2 separate regions of the Salmo salar genome follow, and region 2 is linked to region 1. A link is a contact called in public Hi-C data. All regions are on one chromosome and are shown on one strand. The core of a region is the stretch at or near the end of the contact, and the rest is flanking DNA. Distances in the headings are between cores, read along the strand shown. Region 1 has its middle 7.5 kb from the start of psl2. Region 2 holds the start of LOC106587685 (biogenesis of lysosome-related organelles complex 1 subunit 6).

Region 1 (2,700 bases), core at 182-2,681:
TAGCTATATTTAATGTATAGCTATCACATGATAGGAGTAAAGCAGCTTATATCTATATCATTTACATTTTTTTAGCAGACGCTCTTATCCAGAGCGACTTACAGTAGTGAATGCATACATTTCATTTCATGCATTTTTTTTTTGTACTGGTCCCCCGTGGGAATCGAACCCACAAACCTGGCATTGCACACACCATGCTCTTCCAACTGAGCCACAGGGAAGACTATATGTGACGGCATACACTTAAACACTCCATGCGTGGTGTAACTGTTCCAGAGTCAAGTTATGCCCAATTGGAGTCATTGTGTACAGTGAGTGAGAGATTGCAATACACCTTGTTCTGTTTGGCTACAAACTTTTTTTTATTATGTGAGTAGATCTGCCCTCTGCTGGGCAATATTGAGACACCACTAGTGACATGAACTTGATGAGGCTTGCCTTGCTGTCACCCGCTGTCACCCGGTACAATATGCAGAAATCGCTTCACCATTTATTTCCTGGTAGCTAAAATTCTAATAATTTTCCTAATTTCAGTTTGTGAATCATTGTACCATCTAAACAGTTGTGAAATATATTTTCAATAACCAAAAATATTGTATGTTCAGCTGTTTGAAGCTGGTGTACAAAACCAAAAGTAAAAGATGCAAAAATGAAACTTAAGAACGGGAAGCATAGAAGTGGCATACATAGAACATATCTACTGCTTGTTAGAATTGCTTTCAATGATGACAAATCTATAACTCACATTTCTATGTGAATTTCGTTGGCAGTACAAGAAGTTACATATGCATCTTTAATAGACCTCACCTTGTCTTTCTTTTCCCCCAACTCAGTTAAGCCAAAATCACGCCTGTTATCAGAGAGGCGTTCTACAACGCTTTGAGCGCTCTCCATGTCTGGAAGTGAATATCACGTAGCGCGAAATTTCAGTCACTAATTAATAACATTGGCCCTTGTATTTCAAGATTGAAAAATATAATAAAATAATGTAGTGGACAGAGCTAGCCATTAATGTCAGATTCAATGGCTGTAGCATAGCGTATTCGACTGAATGATTAGCTCATAAAAATTTCAGAAATTATGAATAATAAGCATATGCTTTTACCTGATAATAGACTACGAATGATAATATAACAACGTCAAATACCGAGTTAGTAACGTTAAGTAGCCTAGGTAAACTTAGCTGACCTTCAATTGAGGGAATTCAGCAGAGTTCTGATACATTTTTACAACTCATTGAAACTCTGAAAATGAATACATGGGCAAATGTTACCAAACATGATAATAATAGGCCTGCATTATGGTAGGCAGCTAATTGTTAAGTTACATTTTCCATCCTCACCTTGGAAGGCCACTGGCTCTGCACTGATCGCCTGTGAGTGAGACAACGCTAACTAGCCAATGGGAGCGTAGCAGAATCCCTCTGAATAACGGGGCGTGGTTTTGGCTTAACTGCGTTGGGAAAAAGAAAGACGCGAGCTCACCTGCTTGTAGACCTAAAACCCGGAAATGAGTTACCATTCTTATGGCGAAAATTAATGAGGAAAGAGTAGGCTTTTGGGATAAACGCGAAAATAAAGTCTGAGGTTAATACAGGCTTAGGATATCTTATACGTTTTGTTCTACGAGATAATATTAGTCAGTTAACATTACCTTTATTAATTATGATGCATTTACGTGATTTTTCTAATTACACAAATGCTTCCAAATTCACAGAAAATGACGTTAGATGATGATTATCTCATCGAAGAAAACATGTTTACCACATACCTTAATACAAAAACTATTTGTCCATAGAACCATGTCAGAGTTAGTTCCTACAAAAATACGCCATTACGATAGAAAACAAAAACTGTATCAAGAAATTATCTCAACATTGGAAAAATTGCCAATTTGTATTAGTAAAAAATAAAAGAAGCACGAGAGTTTCGCAAGAATTGTCTGCTTTTTATTGAATAAGTCTGCTTTTACGTAATATTGTTTCATTGAACACCATATCCCAGAAAGCATTGCGCCAAGGCAAAGCAGGAAGATATTTTTTCGTCTGCAACTTCGGGAAGTTAGCCAGCAGGTATGTCTCTTTTACCTTCTTTTTGTACCCCCACAAATCTATCTAATTAACTTAAAGCTCATTTGAAATTTGTCCCAACCTTCACAGTTCACAGCTACGTGTAGATGTATTTCCAAAATTGGTCCTCTTTCAAGTTTCAGAGTACAGTTTACTGATTTAGCAACCGGTAGTTAGCGGTTAGGTAGCTAACTTACTTAGCTGTCAGTTTGAAAACCGCAACCTCGCTCTTTCCTGCTTGTGTCTTCAGGCCGCTCTGCGCTAGAGAAACCCTGAAATAAGTTGAATCTTCTTGGCCTATTTCAATTAAACGACTTTGGCAATGAAATAGTACCTACTACTGTAAGAGATTATCGAGCTAGTGGCAGTACTACAAATATGGTTCCTCCCTAGTTGGTGAATTGTTTGTAATCACTACAACCCACAGTTCAGTCTCATTTGGTTAATATCTGAGATCAATGGTTCTAAATCTGTTTGGGCTTCAATGTCATTAACAACACCTTAGATCATTGACGACCATACAAGTATTTTTAGCTACTCAACAACACCTGTCCTGGTCTTTAATGAAACATGTAAATAGTTAGTGGATTTGTAGACTTCTCTAGTTTGTAGTAGAGATTGTAAAAACACTA
Region 2 (2,700 bases), core at 117-2,616, 39 kb before region 1:
TAATAAGAGGTGTTGATGATTAGTTAGTTAGTGGAATCAGCTGTGCTCTAGCGCTGGGCTTGCAGTGCAACCGCAGTACCTCTCCAGGACCAGCGCTAGTGAGTAGGTCCACTCAGGGTACTTCAGTTTGGAACTTGGAAGTCAATGCTCCAAACATCATACCAAATTGATTTGATTGGAACTTGAAGGCCACAGCTTTAACCTCACAGTACTAACAGTGTATAATGAGAGTTTGTAGTCAGTCCTGTAACAGACTAGTGTAGTGTGTTTTGTCTGCTCACCTATCAGTTCTCCAATCATGAAGAGAAAATACAACACTGAGGCGCATGCCAACTTCTTCATCACTCTCCTCCGTTTAACCCCCTCTCTCTTCCTCGTGCAGCTCTCACACTGCGACCGGTCCATGTTGACACCGGGGCTCCCCAAGCTCCCCGAGGACGAGTCGAGCAGCGAATCGTCATCATCCACCACCACTGTGTTCACCGCGACGCCGTTCGACGGTGCCCCTGCTGCGTAGTCCTCCATCTCACCGGAAACCACCACTTTGAGTTTGTTGAACTTGGGCGCCTCATCCTCCGCGAGCTCGTCCCCGGAGAGGTCAAAGGGCGCCGTGTCGCTCAGGTCCCAGTCCTCAGGCTCCTTCCTAAAGGCGGACCGCACCTTGCTCATGAAGCTCGCACCACCTGACATCGTTAACGCCAGTTGTTGACAGGTCAGGAGCTGTTAACTTTCAATTATACCGGTCTGAGTTTGGTGTGCTTCTCACCAATGTCACCATGCGGCCGTCTTATAACGTACTGAATCAGTGGTTGTAACGTTACATCTGTGTTGACACACCTGAAACATGGAAATAATTCATCATTAACAGAAAGAAAGAACACGTCCTATCGTTACTTAGAACACATCCAATGTCTTAAAACGGCACAGTATAATAAATATGATTTATTTTAAATGTAATAGCTAACTGCACACCAGGTTGACATTTAAGTATGTTTCGATCGTCTACCCGTGTAACAGAATACTCCGAGGTGGACATGGATTTAAGGAAGCCTACATATTCAATATTTCATGCACTGAAAACGATAACCATTCCATTTCAGAGAATTCTGATGATTCGAGGGGAACTTCAATGGGGGATAACAGCACCTCCAACAGAAAAGCACAAACAATGCATCCACACTCGGCTGAATCAAAACAGCTTGCTTGTTGTCTGCATGCAAATCCCTCGTTGTCATTAAAGAATTTAACGTTGAAAACAACAATCTTGTTGACTACACACAATAATGTCTGGCAACAACTCATCCGTCCAACAAATCGATTCACCATTGACAGAAGAGGGGAGGCTTGATTGGTTAGCCAACCTAGCTCGGAGACTCGAGTTTTTAACTGAGCTGAAAACATAACAATCCTCTTAGAACAGCGTTAAAATTACCGATCGTCAGCCTTTTCTAGGGGAGACCATTTCCTCACTGTGATTCGGTTCAAAACCATTTCTCTAACATCAACATCGCACCGTTAATAGTTTGAGAAACAAGTAATCAAGCTATATTCGTTCAAACAGGAAGTCCAAACACAGTCACATGAGTGACGCCCTGTCACATGATGTTTTCCAGACGTTGCCGTTGTTGATGGAGAGCTAATTTCAAAGGTAAAGGGTTCAAAATCATCTGTATATTTTACAATATATCATGATTGCCTCCATTTGAAATGACTTGAATGTGTTTTGCTGCCCTAGCTAACTGTAGAGTGGACAGCATTTCTAGATTTATTCAGAATGGCATAGCTAGCTAGCATAGCCAGGCACCATAGCGCTCTCCTAGACGTGCTGATATCAAACTAGCTAGCTAGTTGATCTATTTTATTGATACCTGGTTGTGTTGTCTTAGTCAGGCATTCACTTACAAAGGACATTCAGCCAGAGCTTGCCAATCCTTCCCTGAATAACTACTGGCTTTTCAGGCATTTGCTCCAGCCCTACTGTAACACACCTGATTCTACTAATCACCTTTGATCAGCTGAATCAGGCTTTTTAGAGCAGGGCTGGAATAAAAGTCTGCACACTTCTCCAAGAGGAAGTGGGTTTGCAACCCCTCAGTAGGTTCAAGGGTCCAAGTGGCTAACATCTCCAGTGTTTCCCCTATATTAATTTATCAGTGGTTGGGCAGAATAAAACAAGAAATAATAGTTAACTATTAACAGTTCATATTGTGTTAACTCATACCCAAATAATGTTGTTGACTCATCCTATACTTGTATTTGCATAAAATAAAAAACCCACCTCAAACTTTAAAAAAATGCTTGCTATTTTGTCATATAGTGTGATGTAATACTCCTCAGAAGGATTAGCTGGCCAATCAGCAGTCCACCTGCATGAATATTTTTAATAACCAGTATACGCCCACACCATTCCAACACAGAAAAGCTTTGTTGACATACTTCATTACCATTTTTTGTAAGGAAAACTATTTCACTGATATTGTAAGTAATTATAGGTCATATTTCATAGAAATCTGGAAACACCAGGCACACCGCTAAACATTGCTAATTTTGCCACTGCTGCTGCTTGCTTTCTTTAGGCTGTAGAATCAGACAGTGATGTCCAACATGGAGACAGAGGGGAGGGCAGATGAGGGCTCCTCGTCTCAGCGTGACCCTCCTCAGAACACTGGCAGCTACGGTAACTAGTTATGAGTTGCACAT

What was found. A called contact is a pair of places that touch in the nucleus more often than the background predicts.
Region 2: a contact with region 1 is called in a Hi-C map of gill, with 3 times the contacts expected there. The contact joins the promoter of LOC106587685 here to the enhancer-like site in region 1. A contact is called at or near these places in 2 of 3 Hi-C or Micro-C datasets (blood and gill).

The regions. Positions count from the first base shown.
Region 1 is chrssa26:32,421,647-32,424,346 of Ssal_v3.1, reverse strand. No RefSeq gene overlaps it. Among protein-coding and RNA genes, the nearest start is that of psl2, 7.5 kb to the right of the region's middle. Within about 2 kb of position 1,431, at least 9 of the 13 cell types and tissues checked have an H3K27ac peak or open chromatin away from gene starts, as enhancers often do. A contact at or near this core is called in gill, where this site is marked.
Region 2 is chrssa26:32,460,388-32,463,087 of Ssal_v3.1, reverse strand. LOC106587685 (biogenesis of lysosome-related organelles complex 1 subunit 6) reads left to right here and starts at 1,366. Exons shown (of 7, transcript XR_001324491.2): 1 at 1,366-1,648; 2 at 2,577-2,677. It overlaps LOC106587684 (zinc transporter 4), which reads right to left and starts at 1,925. Exons shown (of 8, transcript XM_014176271.2): 1 at 1,903-1,925; 2 at 282-837. The coding sequence starts at 690.